Regions from separate parts of the Sus scrofa genome. Here regions 1, 2 and 3 are each linked to region 4. The links are chromatin contacts, called in public HiChIP or PLAC-seq maps. All regions are on one chromosome and are shown on one strand. The core of a region is the stretch at or near the end of the contact, and the rest is flanking DNA. Distances in the headings are between cores, read along the strand shown.

What was found. HiChIP or PLAC-seq counts read pairs in DNA pulled down with a chosen protein or histone mark.
Region 1: a contact with region 4 is called in an H3K27ac HiChIP or PLAC-seq map of skeletal muscle, with 9 times the contacts expected there. The contact joins two enhancer-like sites. A contact is called at or near these places in 1 of 5 promoter capture datasets (liver), 5 of 47 Hi-C or Micro-C datasets (fetal skeletal muscle, liver, skeletal muscle and 1 more) and 1 of 2 datasets of contacts at active chromatin or transcription factors (skeletal muscle).
Region 2: an H3K27ac HiChIP or PLAC-seq map of skeletal muscle shows a contact between it and region 4, with 9 times the contacts expected there. The contact joins two enhancer-like sites. A contact is called at or near these places in 1 of 5 promoter capture datasets (liver), 9 of 47 Hi-C or Micro-C datasets (embryonic fibroblasts, fetal heart ventricle, fetal liver and 3 more) and 1 of 2 datasets of contacts at active chromatin or transcription factors (skeletal muscle).
Region 3: an H3K27ac HiChIP or PLAC-seq map of skeletal muscle shows a contact between it and region 4, with 6 times the contacts expected there. The contact joins two enhancer-like sites. A contact is called at or near these places in 1 of 47 Hi-C or Micro-C datasets (embryonic fibroblasts) and 1 of 2 datasets of contacts at active chromatin or transcription factors (skeletal muscle).

What each region holds. Positions count from the first base shown.
Region 1 is chr14:1,288,510-1,295,160 of Sscrofa11.1, forward strand. LOC110256773 (a long non-coding RNA gene) reads right to left here. Exons shown (of 3, transcript XR_002338728.1): 2 at 6,644-6,651; 3 at 6,176-6,283. Among named protein-coding and RNA genes, the nearest start is that of GADD45G, 130 kb to the left of the region's middle. Within about 2 kb of position 2,377, at least 23 of the 83 cell types and tissues checked have an H3K27ac peak or open chromatin away from gene starts, as enhancers often do. A contact at or near this core is called in skeletal muscle and subcutaneous adipose tissue, where this site is marked.
Region 2 is chr14:1,378,552-1,385,463 of Sscrofa11.1, forward strand. It overlaps LOC110256747 (a long non-coding RNA gene), which reads left to right. Exons shown (of 2, transcript XR_002338666.1): 2 at 1,093-1,451. Among named protein-coding and RNA genes, the nearest start is that of GADD45G, 220 kb to the left of the region's middle. Within about 2 kb of position 2,555, at least 26 of the 83 cell types and tissues checked have an H3K27ac peak or open chromatin away from gene starts, as enhancers often do. A contact at or near this core is called in fetal liver and skeletal muscle, where this site is marked.
Region 3 is chr14:1,239,529-1,245,703 of Sscrofa11.1, forward strand. No RefSeq gene overlaps it. Among named protein-coding and RNA genes, the nearest start is that of GADD45G, 77 kb to the left of the region's middle. Within about 2 kb of position 2,448, at least 8 of the 83 cell types and tissues checked have an H3K27ac peak or open chromatin away from gene starts, as enhancers often do. A contact at or near this core is called in skeletal muscle, where this site is marked.
Region 4 is chr14:1,642,472-1,648,932 of Sscrofa11.1, forward strand. No RefSeq gene overlaps it. Among named protein-coding and RNA genes, the nearest start is that of DIRAS2, 320 kb to the right of the region's middle. Within about 2 kb of position 3,425, at least 10 of the 83 cell types and tissues checked have an H3K27ac peak or open chromatin away from gene starts, as enhancers often do. A contact at or near this core is called in fetal liver, skeletal muscle and subcutaneous adipose tissue, where this site is marked.

The DNA of each region.
Region 1 (6,651 bases), core at 1,127-3,626, 360 kb before region 4:
GTGTTGTGTGTAAGTGTGCCTACGTATGGTGGGAGGCGACAGGGAGCTTCATTTGTTACCAGTGCTCCCAGTACAGAGGTTCTGGAAATCATATTGCTTCAAAAGCCTGGGTCAGGCCTGACAAGTGGGGAGGACAAAAGCAGTCTGGACAGTCAGTTAAAGAACCAGATCCCACGCTCAGTGGGGTGTTGGATTGCAGTAAACCCGGGCGCTCCTCTTCCTGCATCTCGTGAGAAGATCAGGGCGGCGCGGTCCCCAGCGCCCGTCTGTTTGTCCAGGGAGCAGTTTGTCAGGCAGCGGGAGTCAGTGGTCACACCCGCCCTCTGTGGTTGGGGGCCCAGTGAGTGTCAGCAGGCAGGACACTGTTTAGACAGAAAGGACTTGCCTTTCTGTCAACACTGGAGCATTTGTCTCCTGCGGGCTCCGTGGGAGCTGTTTACAGGAAGCCTCTGGAGCCCCTGGTGCAGCGACGGTTCTCAGGGCTGGTGCGGGGGCAGCATCCAGGCACCTGGTGTGGTTCTGCTCTCTGGCTTTGCCAATAACTCCAAGTCGAGTTTGGTTTAAAGGATATTTCTAGTTATCTACCGAACAACAAATTGATAGCTGCTTTCTTTTACCTAAGAAAGTTCCCATGTTGGTACTTTATTTTTTAAATTTGATTTAACTTTTTATTTTTTTAAATTAAAGTATGGTTGATTTACAACGTGGTGCCAGCTCTTGCTGTACCGCCGAGTGGGGAGTTTGGGGTTAGTAGATGAAACTATTACATTTAGAAAAGCAATGAGCTCCTAACGAACATCTAGTCTCCTGGGTATGATGGAAAAAGAATGTGCCTGTATGTATGACTGGTTCACTTTGCTGTGTGGTACTGGTACTTTAGATACTTTGGTCTTTCAAAATTAATTTTTATTGTGCAATATTTGAGTTTGTGGCATCTGGGTCCGAGTTTAAGTCTTTTCTATGAGATAGTCTCTTTTCTTATGATATATGGTATGATACATATGTCTATCTATATCTAAACTATCTAGCAGTGCACCATATATACCATGTAGCCTAACTGGATAAAAGTGCAATAACCTACTTTCTCTCCCCACCAGCTCTCCCAGTGCCTTCATTTCAGATGGGAAGGGCTTCTCAATTGTCCCCAACCTAGTGATTCAGGCTCCCAGCTCCCATTTCATCAGTGTGTGGTTGTCTCGCCGACATGGCTCTTGCTGTTGGGTGCCCCCTGTGCCTTGTTCCCTGTGCACATCCAGTCCACCGCGGTCCACGAGAGAGGCGTCCTGCCTGGCCCTGACCTCTGCAGGTCTGCTCCTTGTCCTCCTTGGCCACCTTCAACGTGGGGACTTTGCCCGCTGCCCAGCACTGTTACAGCTCTCTTCCCTGCAGCCTCCCTCTGGGTTGTCTCTATTTCTCTCCAATGAGATTGTTCCTCTTTAAGGCTGACTGGAGTTCTTCCTTGCCTCCTTCCACCTCTAGGTCTCACCTAGACACTGATGCTTCTGGTGGGCAGGCCCGGCTGAAGGCTGCTCACTGCCTTGGGGTTTGCTGTTGCTGCCACCATGCAGGATGAGGGGAGAGAGGTGTGTGTTCTGAGAGCCCCAAGGGCCCCCTTGACTCTATAGTCTTGGGCTTTCAAACTCCTGTGTATCAGCAGAAACATCTCTTTAAATGTCCAATATGCACAACAGATGGGACAGAGCCTGCCCAGCTGTGGTGGTGGGCCCCGTTTACTTCTCACACCCCACATAGCACCCCAGGGAGGCTTGAGAAACCCAAAGCCTTAGGGACCACAGGGCGTGCTATTTGAGCACTTTACCCCTAATAATTACACAAAAGGGCTCCAGGATTTTTTTTTTTTTTTTTAAAGGGCTGCACCTGCTGCATATGGAAGTTTCCAGGCTAGGGGTGGAATTAGAGTTGTAGCTGTCAGCCTATGCCATAGCCACAGCCAGAGAGCCACAGCAACATGGGATCTGAGTTATGTGTGCGACCTACACCACAGCTCATGGCAATGCCAGATCCTTAACCCACTGAGCGAGGTCAGGGATTGATCTCTTGTCATTATGGATATTAGTCGGGTATGTAACCCGGTAAGCCACAATGGGAACTCCCCAGAATTTTTCTTTTTTTCCTTTTGGGGCTGAAGAAAACAACATTTGAATGGGTTTTTAGTTGGAGAGGAAAGACTCCTTTCGTTAAAACGCCTTTTGTGTTTGCCCTTTCCTCTTCTTTGTGTTTTCAGGGAAAGTTGGAAAGGAAGAATTGATTCTGCTGTTTGGATGAGCCACTTTCCCCGTGCAGGTGGAGGAAGGCCTCGGCCCAGGAAACAGGAGAGTGTACAAACAAAGCATCTATTCTATAAATAGTCCTCCCTAGGCATGACTCAGGGGGCCTGGACCAGCCACTCCAGCCACGCAGGCTGACGAATCCTGTGTTACGGAAACGTTGCAAAAGCAGCTTGTAATTTGTTGTTCTTCATTCCTATGTTGCTTTGAGAGAGCGAGAGAGAGAGAGGGGCTGACTTTCCTTCCTTGGCGGATCATAACCCACATCACTGCTGATTTGAAAAAATCATTGTGTCCTGGACAATCACAGTGTCCGTCGTTCTTGGAAGACAGATGTGGAGGCCACCGTGCTCTGTGTCGTGCAGCTCCGAGGTCGAGTAAAAGAGCAGGATCCCGGCCTGCAAGGTCAAGGAAATAACACACAGCTGCTCTGTACAGCTCTTCTTGCTGGTTGGCAGATGTGCACGCAGCAACAGGGAAAACCATCTTCTCTTTTGAAAACAGTGGTGATTTACAGAGAAAGTGTATTACGTGGCTGGTACATACCTGTCTAGAAAGCTTAGGTTGAAGGCAGCATCATAAGAAAATCAACCCCCACTCCCCCCCGCCCCACCCTGGCAGCCTGAATCCTTTTGTGGGAAATTGTTTTCCAGATAATTCTGCTGTCCTTGGGGCTTTTGGAACAAGGAGAGTGATTTAGTATCTTCCAGAGACTTCTGTAATTCCCGGGCTCTGGGCCACGCTCTGTCCGTGTTTTCTTCCTCTGGTTCCGTGCAAAGAGGATGGGGTGCTGGGAGGTACGTTCGCAGAAGGACCCGGGATTTTAATCGTCAAGAGCTGGCAACCCTGTCAGAGACTTGGGACAGGATATCAGTCTTTGTTTTACGGCCTAAGTTGAGGCAGGAGTTTTGTGAATTTTCTCTCTGACGCTGCCGTCACAAAGACTTATCGGTGGCCTGGCAGTTGAAAAGGTCACATTGGGATTTCTTAATCCTGGGTCCACAGACCTTTAGGCAGCCACTGGAATGTTTCGGGGGGCGGGGTGGGGATTGCGAATGTGGATGAGGATGCACTGTGGCTTCCGTTTCACTAGCCTCTCGCTTCCACATTGCTGTCTGCCCTGTTGACGGGACCTTGGACCACCCATCGGCAGGATCACAGCTCACCTCCTTTTGGGACAATTGTTGCAGACACCTTAACATTCCCCCTTATGCTTATCAACGCCTCAATGTGGTAGTTCATAGAGCAACTCCTGATTCGTGATTTAGTATCTTTGTGAAGAACCTTTCAAATTATAACAATTATTTTTTATAGCTCGAGTTCACTCTGATTGGTTTCCTTCGTAATTCTGCACATTTTATGAATTTAATTAATTAATTAATTTTTTGTCTTTTGAGGGCCTCACTGGCACATGGAGGTTCCCAGGCTAGGGGTCTAATTGGACCTGCAGCTGCCGGCCTATACCACAGCGATAACAATGCAGGATCCCAGCCACGTGCATCTGCAACTTACACCTCAGCTCACGGTAATGCCAGATCCTCAACCCACTGAGCAAGGCCAGCAATCAAACCCGCAACTTCATGGTTCCTAGTCAGATTCGTTTCTGCTGTGCCATTAAGGGAACTCCCTCATTTTATTAATTTAAAAACACTATTCCATGAAGGGGTCTATAGGTCTTGTCAGCCTGCCTTAGAAATCCATGCACAGACATTGTTCAAAACCCCGTGGGAGGAGTTCCCTTCATGGCTGAGCGGTTAACGTTCCCGACTAGGATCCATGAGGATGTGGGCTCCGTCCCTGGCCTCCCTCAGTGTGTGGGGATCCTGCGTTGCTGTGAGATATGGTGTGGGTTGCAGACATAGCTCGGATCCCGCACTGCTGTGGCTCTGGTGTAGGCCGGCAGCTGCAGCTCCCACTCGAACACTAGCCTGGGAACTTCCCTATGCCACAGGTATGGCCATTAAAAAAAAATTATAGTAGTAAGAAAAAAAAGATAATGTCAATGGACAGAAAGACAAACTCTGGTCCAAAATGCGCTTTAAGAGTTCTTCTGGGGAGCTTGGATTTTTGTGGTGGTGAAGCATGTAGTAATTCCTGATGTGGTCACTTTCGGGACGGTCATCAATATTCAATTGATAATCTTTTTTTGCTTTTTTTTTAGGCAAATGAGCATACTTAGCTTTCATAATCAGAATGCAAAGTAGCAAAACACCAGAAACTTTCATGGAATCAGCAAGAGCAGAGGTAGTTCTACCTACTAGTTAATTTCATTGAGGGAAGCAAAGTCCTTTGGAAAAGAAATTGACAATGATTTCACTTTTTGTTAGTTTCCTATTTTCTGTTTAGTCCGGGTTTTTTTTTTTTTTTTTTTTTTTTTTTTTGTGATCTTCTGAGCCAGATACTTTTTTAAGAGGCATACCAAGCAGGTAAGGATTCCACAGAGTACGTATTCTGGATGGGCAGCCTTGCTGCCAGCAAGTGTGGGGACCACTGTGTTTCACCCACTCCATCTGTGCTGGGGAGACAGGCACACAGGCTCAGAGTTGCCTGTCTTTTCTTTGCCACTGGAGATGCTACTGCCATGCGTGATCTTCGCAGGCAACTCAGAACAACAATCAAGCCCAGATTCCATGTGTGAGCCCAGCATTCAGCACTGTTGATTCTTGCTGGGTGAGAAATGGGAAGTGCCAACATCTTTTGCTTGTGCTCAGAAACGAAACAAAACAAACCAACTCATGTGGCTTAGCAAACATTCTGCATTACTTTGTGTAAGTGAGACATTTAGAATTCGGATGAAGGGGATGCGAAGATCCCATGGGACCAGGCATTTCCTTACTCACCCAAAGTGAGTAGGAGGTCCGCTCCCAGCACCCTGGCCTCCCTCTCAGATGCGGTGGTAACATGCAGATAGGCCTGGGGGGTGCAGGGCTGGCAGTGCTGCTACTCCATTTCCTAGGGCATGGTGGGCACGGGAACCACTGGGAAAGCCAGGATTCAACATGCGCCATCTCCCACGTGACTGCAAAAGAGTCAAATTTCAAGGGCTGGACAAGCATGGAACCTTCCAGTCCATGAGCATGATGCTTTGCTAAATAGCCTAAGGACACTTCCCTCTGCAAAGCTTTCTGTCTCCCACCCACTGATCTTCCCACAGAACACGTGTCCTCTCTTCCCTTTGACCCTTGAGTCTTTGCATAGATCTTGCACAAAATTCTCTTATGCCTCCTACATGCTTTATTGTAATTGCTGGCTTGTGTGCCAGTCACCTGGATAAGCAGTGAGCTTTTGGAGGTAGGCAGGCACACCTTTTCATCTGTGCAACCTCAGTACCTAGTTCGTGACCTACATCGCAGGCACTTGGTGCTTGTTGAATGACTGAATGAAGACAAAGACACAGGGCTGAGAGTGACAGAGAATAACACTTGGGTCTCACCATTCCCCAGCCAAGTAAAAACTTTGGCATCATTGACTCTTGGTCACCTGTAAAAGAAGACAGAGATTTCATCCACACCAGATAACTGCTTCCCAAGGCTCCTTTTGGACCTTATAGTTCTTTTTGAAATTCATTTTCGGTTTTGGTCAAAAGTACCAGAGATTGTTTGACCCAAAGGCATGGACTGTGGATTTAGCAGACCTGGCTAAATCCTGTCTTTGTCACTCATTAACCAGATGTCGTGTCCTGGCAAAGAGCCCTGAGCTCCCTGGGCCACAGCTTACTCCTCTGTAAACGTGGAAACGATCATAGGAGCCGAATTCAGGGGGGCTGTAAGTTTTACCTCCCTGCAGACTCACTGACGCGGCCCTATCATTTTTTTTCACTCGCTCACCAAACCTCCTTTGAGCCCTTATGTGCACCTTGTTCAGGGCCTCGGAGTCTGAGGATGGAGATCGGATGAAAGCTCAGTTGTGTGGGGGAAGCCGGACATCACCCCGGTAGACTGGGATCCAGGTGATAACACTGTCGGCCAAGGTCCTGGGCCCAGGGCCCATGTTGCCTGCAGTGGGAGGAGAGAAAAATCAAAGAAGCCTCAAGTAAGAAAACAACAACCAAGGACTCTAGGTGGGCCTTTAGGGGGGGGTTAGGGGTGGGTGTTCAATATACACTAGGCTTTCTCTGCTCACGGACATTAATTTATTTATAAGTAAGTACAGCTAATCCCCCACTTATGCAACTGTTCCATTCCAAAGATCTTTCTCAACCTGAACTTTGCCTGAGAAGAAAAAGAAACAAACGGCTGCTTTCTTTCTTTTTTTTTGAGGATGGCTTTGGAGTCAAAGATATAGACCCCTTTTGACATGCACACAACTTCCTATCTGTTACTTATTCCAAAATACTTTGATGTAGAGTCAGCTACCTTGCATG
Region 2 (6,912 bases), core at 1,305-3,804, 260 kb before region 4:
AGCTCTGAGTCTTGCAGCTCTGCTTCTGTAGGATGGGGAGTCACAATTTGAGTGCTTATACACCCGGAGCCATGCCTCTGGGATAGATGGACTGAACGCCAAGTTCACTCTGCACTGTGAAAGATCCAGGCCTCCAACCTTGGTGGCTTTCATGAAGACTGTACTTGGGTGTGACCTGTCTGCCTGTGTCCCTGATCCTGAAAACTGACAAGCAGCACAGAATGACTCCTGTGTTGGAGCTGGGGGACACGGGATAGCTGTCTGAGTGGAATTGTGGCCAGAAACAGCTAAGTCTCATCCCCTGAGCCTGGGCTTTTCCAGATCAGCTGGGGGTGGCCTGCATGCATGGAACATTACAGGAGGTGGGTGGGGGCCTTGGCTCAGGCAAGCCCACCCTCCTGATCCATGTCCTGCAAGGATGGTTGCAACAATCTTTGCCTCCTGGGTGGGTGGCCGACAAAACAGCTCAGCCCAGTGACAGCTCCTGCTCTGCTTCAGAGGTGGCTCCCTGGGTGGGTCAACACTGGCCTCTCTCAGTGGGTGACAAGCCCTGGATGAGCCATCTCCTCTGAACCGACCTTGAGCTTGGTAAAGCAATCGGCCAGTTGTCACTCCTCATAGCTCCTGCTGCAGGCTCGCAGGAATCCCGATGTACCAGCTGCTCTCATCAGCCAGGAGTCTGGTCAGGAAGGAGTCATGGGACCACCTTGAAGGCCTGGTCGTTGCTCCTTTCTAAAACTTCTAGATAAGAATCCTGGAGAAAGCACACAAGCAATTCTAAGAGAGCGCTCAGGTGAAACCCTCTCAACTGGGTAAAACCATAGGAAGAATTGTTTTCTCGAATCAGAGCTGGGTTTCCTAACCAGACAAGGAAGGAAACGAAGGCAGGCTTGGTGGGCTGATGGGCTTCGGGGCTGCGTAGTGCCGACTGCACAGGATGGACTCCCCCGTAGCACCTGCTTTCTCATCACTGTGGTAGATGGGATTTTCTAGAGACATTCACACCTTTCTATATCCCGTCATTCATGCCCTGCTTACCATGGACCCGGGTCTCTTCCACTGAAGAAGACCCTCTGTGCTCCCTGTCTCTAGACCCAGCAGGCCTTGGCAAATGTTTCCACCAAGAGAACATGGTGGAGATGGTGATAGGAGTCGCTTCTGTCCTGATCTCCTCTTGGTTGTCTTGCTCCTGCGACCCTTGCTCTTGAAGCCCCACCACCATGTTGGAAGCAAGCTGGGGGTACCTGCAGAGGTTGGGAGTTCCTGCTGGAAGCCCTGCTGGACCACCAGACATAGGAAGGACTGGTCCTCAGGGGGTCCCTCCCAGACGTTGAGTCCCCAGCAGAGGTCCCAGACACCACTGGGCAGAGACAAGCCACCTGCTGCTTCCTGTTCGAATCCCTGACTCATAGGAACCCAGAGAGGTAATAAAGAATTACTGTTGTTCTGCATCACTACGTGACTCATTCAACCATCTTATCTAAAGGAGCGAGGGCTGACTGGCCACAGATCCTAGCATGACCCCTTCTTGACGTCTGCCTTTAAAGGAGGATGTGTGAGAGCCAGGCGTGTGGCGGGGACTCAGGGAACAGGAGGAGCGTGATTGTCACCAAGGGCCGGAGGGTTCCTCTTCCACCTACTTCTTTTAGCTCCATCGTGATTTGTCAAAACTATTGACAGCAGCAATCGGGCCTGCCTCTAGAAATAGCAAAGAAAAAGCCAGAGGCAGGAAAGCTTTGGGAGAAACCTAGATACCTGAGTTCCATGGGAATTCAAAGAAATAGCGGGATCCTTAAGAACCCTCATCTTTCAAGTGACTTCTCTAGGCACCAAGTATTTTTTAGCTCATTATGTCCATCATATTTCCACCCCCACCCCCACTGCCCCCAGGGTAAAGATGGACAATGCTTCATCTTTCCGAGGTCAGGGGTGGTGGAGGAGTGGGGGAAGGGGTGGTGGGGGGTGGCGTGGCTGTGTCCTCTGAGTAGCACGTGATGTCAGCACGCCAGGGGGTTCTTTGGAGTGTGTCCTGGAAATGTGAGAAAGCATGCAAGGCATCTGACACCCTGTTACCTAGAATCGAATGTTTTCATGACATTTTGCCCAGCTGTACCTTTATATAGTTGGAGGGCGCAGAGATTATGCAGGTTCAAAGCGATTAAGCTTTCTTCCCCACCCAGCTGCTGGGGAATGATGCCTGGCATATGGACGATGGATAGGGTTACTCACTCCAAAGTGTGCTGGGAAACCTGTCTTTATGTTAGTTTAGTTTTGTTTAACAAGTAGCCCAGATCATCCGTGGCCATGCACTGGGACAGGAGGCCGCTGTCTGGAAGCCAAATCCCACGTGTAGGAGAGTAAGTCTGCCTGAACAGCCACATTTAGTATCTCCGGTCAGGTGGGGGGTTCTCTGCCATCGACCCCCCCAGAATTGTGTACACTTGTCTGAATCCCCACAGGGGCCCTGTGGCTTTGCGGGGGAGTCACGGACTGGCCTGAACTAAGGTGGGAGCCATCCTGTGCTCCCCACCTGCCGGTTCCGAGCTCGAGGCTGCCTCCCTTGGGCTCTGAGTCTCTTCTTCTGGGGTTGCTGGGGGGAGGCTGGAACTCAAATGCACTTTCCAGCTGGAAGGACTGCCATTTGAAAAATCCCAGGCAGCTCCTGAATTCCAGGGAGGGGCCTGGGATTTGCACTGGGAGGGGCCTCCTCTCCCAGGGCTGCCGGGCTAAATTGAGAGGGCAGCTTATAGGCCTGGCCTCTAGGAGAGAGGGTGCTATGGGGACACCGCCTTGCTCTGGGAAGGCAGCCAGGAGCTGGGCAGGGGCTGGCCCCAGAGGGACTTGCAGCTTGGCTGGGGTGTGGATGCTGGAAGAACACACACGGGGAAAGCCAGTTCCAGACCTGGAGGAGTGACAGCTGGGGAAAGCAGGTCTTGCCTCCGAGGGCAGCCACAGGCGGCCACCACAGAGGTCGAGTGGCCCTCTCCCCAGGGTCATTGGCTGCAGGGAGCACACAAGTCCTGGTGGCTGGAGAGAAGGCTCCACAGTGCCCATTTCAGAGCAGGAGCAAGGCTGGCCCCAGGGGACAGCCAGGGATCCCAAGATGTGGCCCCAGGGTGGCCTTTGTTCTCCAGCAGTTCTGCCACTGTGGCTTGGGGGGAACCCAATAGTGCGTGCGCGTGCACGCACACGTGCATGCGCGCGCGCGCGTGTGTGTGTGTGTGTGTGTGTGTGTGTGTTGGGGGAAGAGATGAAATAGGGGAGGGGGATATGGGGTAGAGGAGATGGGGGAGGTGGGGGAGGGGAAGGGGACGAGGGAAGTGGGTGCAAAGGGGAGTCAGAGGAGGTGATAGGGTTGATGGGGCAGGAGAAGATGGGGTGGGGGAAGCAGGAGGGGTGGGGAAAGTAGATGGAGTTTGGGGAGGTAGATGGGGAGGGGGAGGTAGAATGGGGGAGGGGGAAATGGGGTGCAGGAGGTGGGGAAGGTGGATGGGGTGAGGTGGGGGCATTTCTAGTCCCAGGCAAGACAGCCCTGCCAGGGACAGGCTCAACAATCTCCATTTCCTCTCCTCCTTGATGTTCTGTGACTTAAACACCACCTGTGAAACAGATGCAAACCTCTTGGGACTGCACAGAGGGAAACTAGGTTTTGTTTTTTGTTTTTTGTTTTTTTTTGTCTTTTTTCACTGCATAAGGAAGTTTCCAGGCTAGGGTTTGAATCGGAGCTGTAGCTGCCAGCCTATACCACAGCCACAGCAACGTGGGATCCCAGCCGCATCTGCAACCTACACCACAGCTCATGGCAACGCCGGGTCCTTAACCCACTGAGCGAGGCCAGCAATCAAACTTGCATCCTTACGGATATTAGTCAGGTTCATTCCCACTGAGCCATGATGCTAACTCCTGGAAAGCGGATTTCACATACACCGATGGCTGAGGCAGGGGTGAGGTGGTGGCCCCTGAGATGGAGGCTCAGGGTTAGGGACCTTTCTTTCCAGAAAGCCCGCCTGCCCTGGCTGATGTGCCCCTGTTGTGCCCAGACTCAGCGGGTCTTGGGCATGCGCTCTGTGGGCTGCCCTGATGCGCAGGGGTCTGGCCCAGGAGGCCAGTGGTGCTCTTCAGGGCACAAGGGCTGCAGGTGGTCGTGGCCCAGCTTTAAAGGTGCTGCTCTGACCTCATGCCCTGCTGGAGGACAGGCCTCCGTGCTTCTCTACACAAACGGGGTGGGAAGGTCCTTTCCCTTGCTATAGGAAGCAGCTTGGCCTCTGGAAGGGGAGCGAGCCCTTTGTGTCTTTCTCAACTTCATCCCCATCTGGGATGAACCTTCCTGGGTTTGGGGAAGCCATGCTGCTTCTTAGATTACGAATGTCCGCTTTGCAGGGTAAATTTCACTCCTTAGCCCTCAAAGAAGTTTGGGGCATTGCCATCCTCATCTATCCAGACAAAATGCGGGGCCCCAAGAACTCTGGGCTAGGAGAGGCCTGGGAGGAAGTGCTGGGGCCTGAAAAGCGCTGACTGCTGTAAGGAGGTGAGCACGTTCATGCAGAGTGATGGAGAATGTCCCCAAGCCCAGTTCTGGCCCTTGGTGTTTCCAGGGCAACAGAGGCGGGGCACAGAGGAGCACAGAGTGTGGTCAGGGTCTGACGGAGCTGAGTTCTGGCCTCTGAGCTGGGCTGAGCCCCTGGGACCCAGTGCTGACGTGGGCTGCGGTCACTTCAGGTGGAAGCACTGCTCAGAGCAGCACCTGGTAACGCAAGTGCACCTGGCCCGTCTCCAGTGAGCGGATTGGGAAATCTGTGTAAACGTAGCTGGGCCTGGGCCAAGCGGCCCCAGCTCCGAGGACACTATCTGCGCCCTGTGCTCTTGGCCTTCCGCTCCCTTACCAGAATCTGCAGCACCATGTGCTTCTGCTGCCCTCAGAGGTCCAGCAGCCCACATAGCTCCCTGTATCTGGGAGCCTCTTGTGATCTCTCATATATAGTTAATTTTATGTATTAATTTAACCGAGCCTGTGGATGCCCAGACACTTGGTCAAACAAGACTCTGGGTGTATCTGGGAGGATTTCTTTTTTTTTTTTTTTGTCTTTTTGCCTTTTTCTAGGGCTGCTCCCACGCCACATGGAGGTTCCCAGGCTAGGGGTCCACAGCAACGCTGGATCCTTAACCCACTGAGCAAGGCCAGGGATGGAACCTGAAACCTCATGGTTCCTCGTCTGATTTGTTAACCACTGTGCCAGATGGGAACTCCCTGGGAGGATATTTTTGGATAAGATTAGCATTTGAATCTGTAGACTGAATAAAGTAGATTACCCTCCCTAGTATGGGTGGGCCTCATCCAATCAGTTGAGGGCCTAAACAGTACCAAAAGGTAAAGATAAAACTTCTTTGGCTTGATTACTGGGCTGGGATATCAGGCTCCTTTTTTTCTTTTTTTTTGCCTTAGGACTCAGACTGAAATATTGACTTCTTTCCTTTTCTTTTTAGGGCTGCACTCGTGGTATATGGAGGTTCCCAGGCTTGGGGGAGAATTGGAGCTACAGCTCTCGGCCTACCACCACAGCACAGCCATAGCAATGCGGGATCTGAGCTGCATCTGCAACTTATACCACAGCTCGTGGCATGCTGGATCCTTAACCCACTGAGTGAGGCCAGGGATGGAACCCACATCCTCACAGATACCAGTCAGATTCATTTCCTCTACACCACGATGGGAACGCCGACATTGGCTTTTCTTGGGTTTCGAGCCTGTCAGCCTTCAGACTGGAACTTCCACCATCACTATTCCTGGGGTTCAGACCAGATCTATGGCATCAGCTTTTCTGGTCACCAACTGGCTGTCTGATGCTCTTGGGTCTTGTTAGCCTCCACAATCACATGAGCCAATCCCTTATAACCAAACCCTCTCTGTCTGTGTGTATCCACATCCTATTAGTTCTGTTTCTCTGAAGATCCCTGGATAACATACTCCATAATCTCCTTCACTGAGATTCAAGGCCCTCACGCCTGCTCCCTGCCTGGACTTGGGACAAAGATGCAAATCTACCCCTGATGCTTTAGTATTAGGCTGGGACTGCAGACAAGCCTGGTCATCCCATAACAAGGCACCAGCTTTATGTGGGGTGGCAAGAACAGTACTTAGAAATCACTCCTGCATGTCTAAGGGTTTACAGAGCATTTTCAGTCGTAGCAAAGGAACTTGCATTAATTGATGACACCTAAGATTTATTCGGATTTCTTGGGAGACCCTGAAGTCTGCTAGTGTAGTAGAGGAGTTTAGGTGTATTTTGGGTGGATAATTAAGGCTCCTTTTTCTTCTACATAATTGGCATCTCAGATGGTATTAGCCCATTATGTCCTGGGTGTGGGAGAGGAGAAAAGGAAGAGAAAGATCGAGGTGGACAAAAATGTTTATTCAAAGAGGTGCTAATGCAGCATATGATTTAAGATCTGTATAAATTTGAAGGAAACAATTTTTTTTTTCTTTTTTGCTGCATCCATGACATATGCAACTTCCCAGGCCGGGGACTGATTTTGAGCTGAGTGACCTCTGCTAGAGCTGCAGCAATGCCTGTTCTTTAACCCACTGCACTGGGCCGTGGATTGAACCAGCAATGCCATAGAGATAAGCTGGATCCTCCACCCTTTGTGCCACTGTGGGAACTATGTCCAAATTTTTGTATTTAAACCTGAAAGTTACAGTGTGTGTTGGGGGTGGGGGCGGTTAGACCCAGCAGTCTTCATATTTGAAAAGAGTGCTTGAAAATCCTTTCACTCAGAGCTAGATCGGAGGTTAACATGCCCTCACACACTCCATCAGAACCTTCCCCCCTCCCCCCACCACACACATGCACACACACAACCCAGCTATACTATTTGTGTGTTGATACTGCATTTGAAGAAGCATTTGAGGAG
Region 3 (6,175 bases), core at 1,198-3,697, 400 kb before region 4:
GGACTGCATCCATGGCATATGGAGGTTCCCAGGCTAGGGGTCTAATTGGAGCTATAGCTGCCGGCCTACGCCAGAGCCACAACAACGCCAGATCCGAGCCGTGTCTGCAACCTACACTACGGCTCACGGCAACGCCGGATCCTTAACCCACTGAGCGAGACCAGGGATCGAACCCAAAACCTCATGGTTCCAAGTTGGATTCGTTTCCACTGCACCACGATGGGAACTCCTCTTTTTTTTTTTTTTTTTTTTTTAATTATTTCCCTGAATGTTTCATCAAGTCAACAAGCTACAAATTTCTTTCTTTCTTTCTTTTTTTGTCTTTTGTCTTTTTAGGACCACACCCAAGGCATATGGAGGTTCCCAGGCTAAGGGTCAAATTGGAGCTGAGCTGAGCTGCCCGTCTGCACCACAGCCACAGCAACTCAGGATCTGAGCTGCTTTTGTGACCTACCCCACAGCTCAGGGCAATGCTGGATCCTTAGCCTACTGAGCAAGGCCAGGGATCAAACTTGCGTCCTCATGGATGCTAGTCAGATTTGTTTCCACTGAGCCACGATTGGAACTCCTGGGTAATTCTTTAAAAAATCCTCTGCATTTGAGAGAGCTCTGTTTATGGCTAAATGAGGTAGGCACTCTCCAGTTGCATGGCCCGTCTCTGCCAAGCCCAGACTCAGGCTGCAAGACAGTGTAAGGAAGAGCTGTCCTACTCCGTTCCTCCTCTGGTCCCTCCTGGGGAGATTTGAAGATTCCAGTACTCAGGCTGCCCTGGAGAATGAAATTGGGCCCTCAGGAAATAGGACCAGGCATCTGTATGTTCTGTCACTCAGTGATGCTGTATTTGAGAAGCCATAGCTCTGAGCTCTGCAGCCCCACATGGTAGCCACCGACCACATGTGGCCACTTACCCTCAAGTTATTTGAAATAAAATTTTAAAAGTAGGCGTCCTCTGGTGGCACAGCAGGTTAAGGATCTGGCTTTGTCACTGCGGTGATTCAGGTCGCTGCTGGAGTGTGGGTTCGATCCCTGGCTGGGGAACTTCCATATACTGCAGACATGGCCAAAGAATTAAAAAATTTAAAAAATTAGCTTTTCAGTGCTGTGGAAAGTCCCTCCGATGCCCGCCTTTACAAGCGGGGCACCAGGGAGGTGACAGGGCTCAGGGCAGTGGTCCGTCTTTCCAACCCTCATTCTTCAGTGCTCAGGCTGCTGGGGTACAAGTGTGTCTAGAGAAACGCATGCACAAAATCAAGTGTGCAGAGATGAGGTACCCCAGAAATGCCTTCATGGGGCCCACCTTCAGAGCACTGGCCTAGCTTTGCTTGGCCTCGGTGGTGTATATTTCCAGGTGACCATCTTGTCTTCTGATCACACAGGCATGGGGGGACCCTGGCCCCACATGAGACTTATTGCCATGACTCCTGAAAAGCACTGACGCAATTGAAGGCCCTCTCCCTGCCCTCCACTTGATGCCCGTGTGGAGCATGGGCTGTGAGCCTGCAGCCACTGTCTCCCCATCTGGGGTCTGCCCTGTAATTTATCAGATGATCATTTTTGCCACAAAGGGATAAGGACACACGCCAGGGATCTCAGTAGGCTTGGTGTTCCAAAGAGCCCAAGTGTAAACCAGAGGGGCAGCAAACAGGCTTAGGCAAAACAAAAAAAACCCCAACAACAACAACAACAACAAAAAAACGGTGCTGGGGGGGGAACTTTCCAAGCACGTGCATTTCACAGCACGTGCTGCCAACTGTTGCGAAAAGAAAAAAGCACCACCCCTAAGAAGCAAGCAAGGAGAGATGTACATATTACTTCAGGCTGCGCCTTCCCTCCTCCTTTGTCATTGTTCCCAGGGCCTGCGGCAGGCCCCGCGACAGCTGGGTATCACTAACAGCTGCCTTTTCCTGGGGTGAAATTAAAAGATTAGGGGATATGGGCACGTGCTGGCCTCAGGAGCCCAAACAATGCTTGATTTAGGGTGAAACTTGTCTGGGGATGCTGACAAAGGAGGAGGCTCCGAGTTGGCCAGGGGTCAGAGGGAGGCTGGTTCTGCCCGAGACAAAAGGGCTGGGGGTGGGGGTGGGGGTGGGGGGGGCAGAGGGCCGGGGGGGGCGCCTGGCTGAGTGAAAAGAGGCCTCGGCGCAGCTGCTCCTGCTCCAGAAATTTGAGATGGGTCTTTTCACAAACACAAATGTGGGAGAAGAATAGGGGCCACGCTTAGCTGAAATGACTCGTTTGCAAATGAAAGGGAGATTGAGAGCCCTGACATTGTCCAAGTTTTTTTCACCTAAGAGGATGGAAAATGATTAGTACACGCGGCAGCGCCGTGGAGTGTGCCTTGGAGCAGATGGGCCAGCCACCCCGCGCCACGGCTCTGTGTTTACATAACAATCGTGGGCCCTGCCCGGCGGGTGCAGAAGCCCTGGCCCCTTAAAGGTCCAGCAGGGCACCCGGCCGCCCCCCCCCCCCACCACCTTGAACCAATGCAGTTCCAGGAGGCTTTGGCTGCAGGCAGTGTGGATGTTAATTTATGTGCCAGGCTAAATTAAATACGCTTTGTAGCCAAGAAGCCACAGATGACTGCTGGAGAGGCGGCCGGCGGCGGCCGGTGGGCACTGCGGCTGTCACCCCAGGTGGGATGTCCCACTTCCCGCTGGCTGTTTCCTCTGGGTGACTAGTGATGGGTGGAGGAAACAGCTCCTTGAAGGGGCGCCTGGTCCTCCCTGCAAGCTGAGAAGGGTTTCAGCATGACGGTGCCCTCACCTTATCCCTAAAGCCTTGGGAAAGGACCAGGCCCCGGTGCTGAGGAAAGAAAAGATGCGGCAGGAATGATCACGTGCCTCGAAGCCTCGGGGGTCCAAGGCTGGGGTCCTGGGGCTTGCACCCCAGCCTCACTCTGGAATATTCTGGCCCAGAAGGCATGACATAGTCTAGCTAACTGTGAGGAAGCATCAGACAAACCACACTGAGGGCCATTTCCAGAAAGCTGTGTCATGGCGTGTGCACGTGGGTCGGAAAGCAGAATTTTCCAGCATAGTGAGGTGAAAAGAAAGAGTTTATTGAGCTATGCGATGGACGCTGCTAGAGCAGTGGGATGGCTTCCTGATAATCAGTGAGAGCCTGACCCCAGGTCTCACGTAGCGGGGTGGGCGTGAGGGGCGGGGGTCCATGTCCGCTTTTATAGCCCAAGGAGAGGGCGCGGGCTCAGGATACACCTGCTGACCTGCTGATTGGTTGGGGAGAGAGGGGTGTTCCGATACACTTGCTGGTTGGTTGGGGGCTTATAAGGCCCCCATAGGGGCGGGGTCAGGAGTGGGCTACACACCTTTCCTAGTAGGGGCAGGAAGGAGTAGGCTAGGTTGCTCAAAAGAGGGAGGGAGGTTGCATTATAATGAGGCTGGTGGGGCGAGGATAAGGGTCTGGTAATTCTTTTCTTGGCCAGAGGCTTTGAGTTCAATCTCCTTGAAGGGGACTTGAAGTTCCTCAAACCTTACTCCTTGAGTCATCCCAAGACAGAGAAGCTCTGAGGACCTACTGAGAGGCAGCCGAAAAACTAAGTTCCACCCACGCACTGCCCTGTTCTTTAAACGGCATTGTTGAAACAACTGGCAAAATCTGAAGTCTGCGGATTAGGTATGAACACGGTATCCGGTTCATTTCAAGATTTTGAGATTGTACTGTGGTTGCATAAGAGAGTGCCCCTGACCTTTAAGGAAATGTACAGTATATGGGGCAAAGGGCATCATCATCTCTGCAACCGATTCACATGCTACTCAGAAAAAAAACTGTATGCATTTGTATACAGAGGGAGAGAGAGAAACAAAGACAGAGAGAGAGGGAGACAGAGATGGAGAGACAGGGAGAGGAGGAGAGAGGATGAAGAGGAAGCCAGGAGGAGGGAGGGGAGGATAAAGTGACAGCACTCACCTCTGGGAAATCTGGTGAAGAGGCCACGGGCACCTGTTGTACTAGGGTCACTTTCCTCCAAGTCCTCAAAGCTATGAAGACCGAAAGAGGGGCAATAGAGGCTCAGAGATTGTGGGATCTCTCTTGCACCCTCCTAGGTGCTCCTGAAGTCCACAATCTGGGGCCCTTCAGCAAGGGTGGCTGTGGCCATGGGAGGCTGGCAGGTCCCTGAGGGTGGGTGTGGCAGGGGGAGGGTCCCAGGGGGCCAAGGACAGATACCTACAGCTGTTGCCTAAGGTAGAGGTGGGAGGTGGGGCTCAGCAGGGAACCAGAGGAAGGAAATGAGTCCACAGGAGATGTCCCCTGTCCCCATTCACCCTGGGTGGCCTCTACCTCTGAGGTGCTGTTTCTGATGATGCATTTTTCTCTCCATTCTCATTCTCACATTATCAAATTCAATGAACTGCCCCTCCTACTTAGCTTAAGCAAAGTTTAACTCCTTTTGCTGTTTTAGTTCTCACTTCCACCTCTGCATTTATCCCATCCCTAGGCGAGGTTATTAAGAAAAGCCCAGAACACCTGCATCAGAATCCTTGTGGGCAGGTGAGGGGGAAGTTGACAGTCTTGTGTTCTAAAAAGTTATTTTAGGGGTCTTGAATGTGCACTCTGGGCTGCAAAGGGCTCTTGGAAAATTGCCCTCAGCAACCTGGCTCTGTCCTTCAAATGAGCAGGGACGGAACACCTGCACACACTGTGCCCAGAGTGGTCCTGAGGGCAGGGTCAGGTGTGAGGCCACCCTGGCCTGAGCCTTCAGCACCCAAAGGCAGATACTGAGAGCCCGGTATCCTTTAAACCTCCATCCCAGTGCTTGCTCAGGGCCAAGGCACTTGTGGCAGCAATGAAGTTTGCACTCAAGGGGCACAGTATGAAAGCACCTGCTCTCAGTCACCACTGGTAGGAAGACTGAGCATCTTTGTGGAGCCTGGTTCTTGGCCATGCAGAACCCAGAGACCTTCCCATAAACCTCACACAATAGGGCTCCGGGTTGGCGCTGGTGCAGAGCATGAGCACTGCAAGAAGTCTTTTCAGAGCCCTTCGTCCTCAGGTGAAAGGTGCTACTAAATTGATTTCAGCAGTTGAATTTTAATCAGTACTTCCTTGCCGGATTTCTGGGGCATCCACGTGTTATTTTTGCTTTCTGTTCAGGATATGCAGAGTGGTATGAAAACTGTTACTTTCTGTATATGATTTTACATACCCTCAGATGCAGCAGGATGATTTCCATAACGCAGAAGAGAACCCAAGTGAATCTAACCAGCTGGCCAGTTACTCTGCCTGAGTTAGTGGCCATGGGGCTGTGTACCTGCCTAGCTCCTTGGGGGGTTGCTGGGGTTGGGGGGAGCAGGGACATCCAGGAGTGCCATAAGGGCACTGCCTTGCAGGGAACTCTTTTGACGTGAATGCCGCCGAAGGCCTCTGCTCAGCCTCTCCCTTGGCTCTGGGAACCACAGCCTGGCTGTGAAACTCATGGAAGTATGTTCTGTCCACACAGGAAGGCAACAGAGGCATTGGCTTAGGGAAGCACGATGAATGGTAGAATGAGGTCCCTTGATGGGGCCGCACGTCCTGTCTTAGTCTCACCTGTAGATCAGGTGGCTTAAACTACAAACATCCATTTCTCACAGTTCTGGAGGCTGGGCAGCCAAGATGAGGGTGCCAGCCTGGTTGGATTCTGGACAGAGTCCTCTTCCTGGCTTGCAAACCAGACAGCTGGCTTCTCACCATGTCCTCACATGGCAGAAAGAGCAACCTAGGGTCTCTTTCTCTTCCTATAAGGACACTAATCCCATCATGGGGCCCCACCCTCATGACCTCATCTAATCCTAATTACTTCCCAAAGGCCCCACTTCCAAATACCATTCCACTGGCCACTGGGGTTTTAATATGTGGACTGGGGGATGGGGGCACAAACATTCAGGCCACATCAGCCCAGATGATGAAAGGGAGCTTGCTGGGTGTGTGCCCAACTACGTCTCATGCAAAACTCAGTCTCACATGTATATGAAATGTATTGGTTTTGTTTTTGTTTTTTAGGACCACACCCACAGCATATGGAGGTTCCCAGGCTAGGGGTCAAATCAGAGTTACAGCTACCTGCCTATACCACAGCCACAGCAACCCAGATCTGAGCTGTATCTGCGACTTACACCACAACTCACAGCAATGCCCATTCCTTAACCCACTGAGTGAGGCCAGGGATCTAACCTGC
Region 4 (6,461 bases), core at 2,175-4,674:
GTTTAACTATTAAAAAATAATAATGATAATAAATCGAAAAAAAAAGAGGGAAGCTGAAACAGTCTCAGAGTCCCATCTTTTCTTTTCATCTTTCCCTCTGAAAATATCTCTTCAGATCCCATTTTGCATCCAATCATGTGTGGGGCCTGAGAAAGAAGGATGCAAAGGAGGAAAGGAGGTTATGTTTTCATCCCTTAGTTGAGGACGAGCTAGTCCAGTGATTCCCACACTTTAGTTTGTCTAGGAATCTGTTGGGATGCTTGTTGCAACACAGACTGTGGGCCCCACACCAGGGTTTCAGACCCAGCAGGTGGGGGGAGGGTCCAGATTCTCATTTCTAACAAGTTTCCAGGTGCAGCCTCTGCTGCTGCTGCTGCTGGTCAGGAACCCCGCTTTGAGAACCCCAGATGGGGCTAGTGTGCCCTGCATGAAGCATCTCCAGACAGATGTGAAGTCTAGCTAGAGCAATCTGGGCTCTAGGGCAAGGGGGGTCGGGTAGAAAAATCACTGTGGACAAGGTCAGCCTGCACTGAAATGTGTTTAAAGCGGCTATCTAAAACCTCTTTCCTTTTCCAAAGGCTGGTTCCCTCTCAGAAGGTGGTCACTGGTGACTGGCATGTCCCCGGAGCGTACCCCCAAACTCGCTGCTGTACATCCCATCTGTCAGAGCATATGCTCTGAACTGCACAGGCCTCCCACCAGGAGCTCATTATTTACAAATCACTAAGCCAGCAGCAGCCGCGCAGGTCTCCTGTTGGCCGCCGCTCTGTCTCTGCGGCCAGCGCAAGGCTGACAGGTGCAAGCGGCACCCCTCCGAGGTCCTTCTCCTCCACCTCTGCCCTAGGACCTGTGGATGCAGCCAGGGACTTCTGTGCAGAAAGGCTCTGCTGGTCTTAACTGGCTCCTGGGAAATGTTGCTCTTATACTTGTTTTTGGTGGTAATTGTAGTTACAGTGAGGACTACATCTCGTGCAAAGTCAGTGTTTAAACACTGACTATTAAACTATTAAACACTGAAACGAAATGCCTGCACATTAAGCCAGACCTGCAGGTGCTTTCTGAGTACATTTAGCTGCATGCAGCTGCCCCCCCACCCCCCGGGGGGAGGAGGTCCATGACACAAGAAGCCTGGGGCTTCATGCTCATCCAGATCCAGAGGCTATTCCAGGGCATCCATGGAGAAAGCCAGTGTGCGCCCAGAGGCGGTGTTTGAGGCACAGCTTGATCATCTTTTCTCACCTTTGTTTGATTCGTTTGCTGGCATTAGGTCACTTGAATGTTATTATAATATACACTATTGTGTTGTTAACATTATTATTTGAATAGGCAGGGAAGAAAATTAAACAAGAGGAAAGGACACCAGTTCTTTTTCTGTTTAATAGTCTGACAAGATTGTCCTGATCTGTCTGAGAGAGAGCACAGACCCTTTATACGCTGGCCTGTATGCCTTTGGGCCCATGTGCACATGCACACACATGTGCACACACACACACGGATATGCTATTGAAAACCCTCATATCTCACTTTACACCAACCATCACTTGGAAATCTTGCAGGCTCAGTGCAAGGTGATTGCTTTCCTGGTAATTACTTTCCTCTGAAGGAGCAGTGCAGATCAAATGGGCTGGACTCAATAGTTTTACACTTGAAGGAGATGTAGATTCCTGCAGCCACAAACAAACAAGCAAAAAACCCTGCTGGCTTTTCAGGAAGTCTCAATCTGGTGCTGTCACCAAGCTTGGCATTCCATAGAATGTCTTAAGAATCCTTCAGTGTACATAAATGTTGGAGGATCTCACCTGCAGCCTGAGCCTTGGGAAAAGGAAACTGGATACCTAGAGACTGAAGGTGACTCAAATAATTAAGGACCAAGGTCATGTTCCCTGGGAGCAGAATGGGGTGTCTCAGAGCCCCTCTTTCCCGCCCTGGCTCTGGGTCAGGCTGGGGAGTGAAGAAAGCTGCATCCCCAGGGCTGAGAAGTTGGCATCTTTCACAATGGAAGGAACACTGGCACCAGAAGGCCTGTTCCGAGGTAAAAGGGCAGCATGTGGGTACAGTGGCCCTGGCCCAGAATGTGGGTGAGCGAGCCCAGGACCCGTCTCCTGGGCTCCCAAATAAACAAAGGCAGCAGGACGGATGTGGAGGCCACCCCGGGGCAAATTTCTCCGTGTTCCCATCAGAACACGGTCCGGGGCTGACACCCAGTTCTGCCAGAGTCGCCTTCTGTGTGGTTCACCTACAGCAACCCCAGGGACCCAGCAGCCAGGAGCATGAAGGACAGCCAGTGGTGGAGCCAGGGGTTTTCACCTGTCCACTGCGTTTCACTCGTTTCTTTCTTTTTTTTTTTTTTTTTTTTTTTTTTGGTCTTTTTAGGGCCACACCCACAGCGTATGGAGGTTCCCAGACTAGGGATCCAATCAGAGCTGTAGCTGCCGGCCTACGCCACAGCCATAGCAACACAGGATCCGAGCCACATCTGCCACCTACACCACAGCTCACAGCAGTTCTTAACCCACTGATCGAAGCCTGGGATGGAACCTGCGACTTCATAGATACTCGTCAAGTTCATTACCACTGAGCCACAACAGGAAATCTCATTCACTTTTTGATGGTGCCACGGGCAGAAAGACCCAGGGCTTCTAGAAAGCGGGCCGAGCTCCTAGGGCTAATGGAGGTGAGGATGAGCAGAGCCAGTTCTCAGTCAGGACCTGGGGCTGCAGCTCAGAGATGGTGGGCACCATCCGTATGGAAACTCATTGTCAGCGTGCCCAGGAACGGCATTTGTGGCTTTAGTTTACCAAGCCTTCCTTCCTCACTTAATCTCCTAATAGCCGGGGAAACAACGTGGCCCCATTTTGCAGATGAGAAAAGCGGGGCTCAGAGAGGCTAGTTAGTAAGTAAGTAAAGCCTACTGGGGTGCCAGGCCTTCTCGCTTGGGACCTGTGTACCATCCAAGCTTTTGTTTGTGTGCAAACCCAGCGGTATTTTAATCTGGGAGAATTTAATCATTGTTAATTTAATTCATTTAATTATTCCTTTTCCCATAACATTCTTATCACAGGTCCCAGTAAAAAGGCGGGGCCAGAGTTTTCCATTGTCGCTTCAGAAGAAGATCAGCAAAGCAATGGATGATTATTACAACCAGAGGGGGTCAAGGCTGAGGGCAGGTGAATAAAGGAACTGGAAAGAATGGGGCGCACACCCGAGGTAGGGGGAGGGGCTGCTGCATGTGTGCGGTCACCCCCCTCTCCCAGTCAGCGGGAATCCACAAAGACAGATTTAAAAGGCAGGACATACAGCCCCCTTGGCCAGTGTGGATGAGAGAAGGCAAAGGACCCAGTGGGGAAAAGCAGCAAAAGAGGAAAGTTTCCACGGAAAGAAGGTGCGTTCTAGGAAGCGCCTGCCCCCTAGCGGTGACCTGAGTAGCAGCACTTGAGCCCTAGGCTGGAGCCGGCTGGCAGGCGCTGCTGGGGACTCCTGGTGCACAGTGGTCCCCACGTTCCTGGCCCTGGTCAGCAGGGGGACACAAGGTCTGGGTGATTATCTCTTCCTCCAGGTGAGCAGCGCAGAACGGGGGTCTTCTTCCCCAAACAGGTCTGCCTTGAAAAGAAAGCCTTGAAGAGGCACTTCTGGGGCAGCTGGTCATCTAAAGTAGTTGTGCCTCACGCACAGATACACACACACACACACACACACACACACACACACACACACACTCTATAAGAAGACTCTCAACCATGAGTTTCTGCTGCCACCCAGAGGTTCAGCTGTAGAAAAAGCAGATCCAAGAAAAAACCACGTTGAGATCTGAAAAGCTGATATCTGCATCCAAGAGGAGCTGCTGATTTTTTTTTAAAACGAGGGCCAGATAGGTTCCATTTAGGGAAAAGATACATGTGTTATTTGGATAAGGACTCTTGAATTAATAGAATCTACTTCCCACTCTTTTGAGCTCTGAAAATCATCTCTATGGGTGTGTGTATGTGTATGTGCATACATATGCGTGTGAGAGAGAACTGTGCATTGTGTGTATATATGTGTGTATACACATGTGTGTGAGTGTGTGTGTGTGTGTGGTTTCTAAGACATTCTTGTAGTAAGAATCCAAGCCAGAGGAAATATCTGAAAGTCACAGGGAGAAGGTTGGACCACTTGACATTATAAATTCACAAGGAAGTAAAGCCCTCTGAGAGCTCCTGAAACCACCTGGCTCAGGCTTCCAGATCAATCAGTTTGGTAACCCTTACCAAGACATGGAAATAAAGCTCAGTCTGGAAGTCCTGAGATTTTAAATACTCTCAAAGTTGTCCTATTGTCCAGTCAAGATTGAGGAGTGGTCTGCATCAGAGGGCAGCAAATTTCATTCTGGAAGGGGCCAGATAGTACCTTCAGCTTGGTGAGCCATACCTTCTCTGTTGCAATGATTCAGCTTCACCTGTGTAGCCTGGCGGCAGCCACAAATAATCCATAATGAGTGGCCATTTCCAGATTCCCACAAAATTTTACTTAAGGACACTGATATTTGACTTGCATGCCCTTTTTTAATTTGTCATGAAATTGTTTTTCTTTTTTCATTCAATTAAATATTTTTTAAAAGTATTTTTATTATTTAAAATATTTAAAATTTTATTATAAGAAATAATATTTAAAATAAATCAATAAAATTAAAATAGATTAAAATAATAAAATAATATTAAAATAAAATAATATTTAAAATATTATTGCATATTTTTTCATTCATTTAAAAATCCAAAAGTCATTCTTAGCTCACAAGCCATGTTCAAACAGGCAGCAGCAGATTTGGCCCCGGGGCTGCAATCTGCCAGCCTCCGGTTCCTGTCACTGACTCTGGCATAAAGCTCTACATCTGCAAATTTACATCGGATTTTTTTTTTTCAAATTTACACTGGATTTTTAACTACCACAGGATAACTGTGCCTTGTAATATTATCAACAAGGCTATTGGTATTTTATTATTGATATTTTTATATGTACACAGGATCCATTTTTGTTCTCGATGGCGTATTGAATGGGCAACTCTGTCCTTTTCCACCGAGGGGAATAGTAAAGCTAAGTTCCAATTTAAGCTTCTTGATGACCTCATCCATAATGAGAAGCCCCAGACCGTCCAGACAGAAGCATCCTTTAATCTAAGGCTCAGAGAAGGGATTAGGGTGACAGTTTGGAGATGGGTTACTTGTGATCTTTTCTTTTCTAGTCAAAGACTGTTGCTTTGAAGACTTACAGATCAAGAATGTTGTAGAGACATATTTGTACTGCTCTAAGTGAAGTTTGCAAGTAATGTGAGCATAATGTTTAGAAGTATTTACACATAGTTAACATGGAAATGCTGCCTGTGGTGGGGGTGTGAAGGCTTGCTTAGGTCTCGAGTTTGAGAACCACATTCTTTGAAGTTTCTCTGACTTTTCTGTTTTGGGAATTTCAGTCAATTTTTAGCAGTGATAGGTAATTGTACCTTTCATTTAACCAACTCAAAATTGTGGAAATAAACTGAGAGGTTTTAAAATATAATTTTCTTCATGAAGCTCTGGTCTTGATAAAAAAAAAAATCTACTTTTTTTTTTTTTAAAGCGGAGGTACTTTTTTTTCTCTTTTTCTTTTTTTACTTTATTTTATTTTTTTCTTTTTAGGGTCTTACCCGAGGCACATGGAAGTTCCCAGGATAGGGTTCGAATCAGAGCTGCAGCTGCCAGCCTACAGCCACTGCGACACCAGATTCAAGCCACATCTGTGCTCTATACTGCAGCTCACAGCAATGCCAGATCCTTAACCCACTGAGCAAGGCCAGAGATCCAACCCATGGTGTCCTCAGGGGTACTAGTTGGGTTCTTAACCCCCTGAGCCACAAGGGGAACACCTGGAAGCATATATATAGTTTTTTAAATTTTGGCTTATAATACTTTTCTTGGCCAATTTGAAGGTACTCATTAATTTTCACTACACTTTGCTATGAATAGATGGGACAAGGGATAATCATTCCATTTTCAGAGGGAATAAGAGAAGGCTACTCAAATAGCCTTATGAGTCTGATTGCCTTTTTTTTTTTCCTTTTAAATCAGATGACCTTCCATCCCTAATATTTTAAAATTTCACAGTTTTCTGAATGTAATATTAAATTCTTCCAGAAAGAAGATGAGAGAGTCCCCGATGGCTCAGTGGGTTGAGGATCCAACCTTGTCACTGTGGTTCTGGTTACTGCTGTGGCACGTGTTCGAAGCCTGGCCCAGGAACTTCGGTGTGCTGCAGGAGTGGCTGGAAAAAAAAAAGATAGACAAATGATGGATTGAAACTTTGCCTCTTTAATGTACATCATTGCAATTATGTCATTCCCTTTCCATAACTTTTTCTTTAAGAGTACAAATTTCAGCAAGACACATTGATATTTCAAACTGGACTAGAGAGGATGTTAGCGAGGCGACCACAGCCCAGTCCTGGAGGCA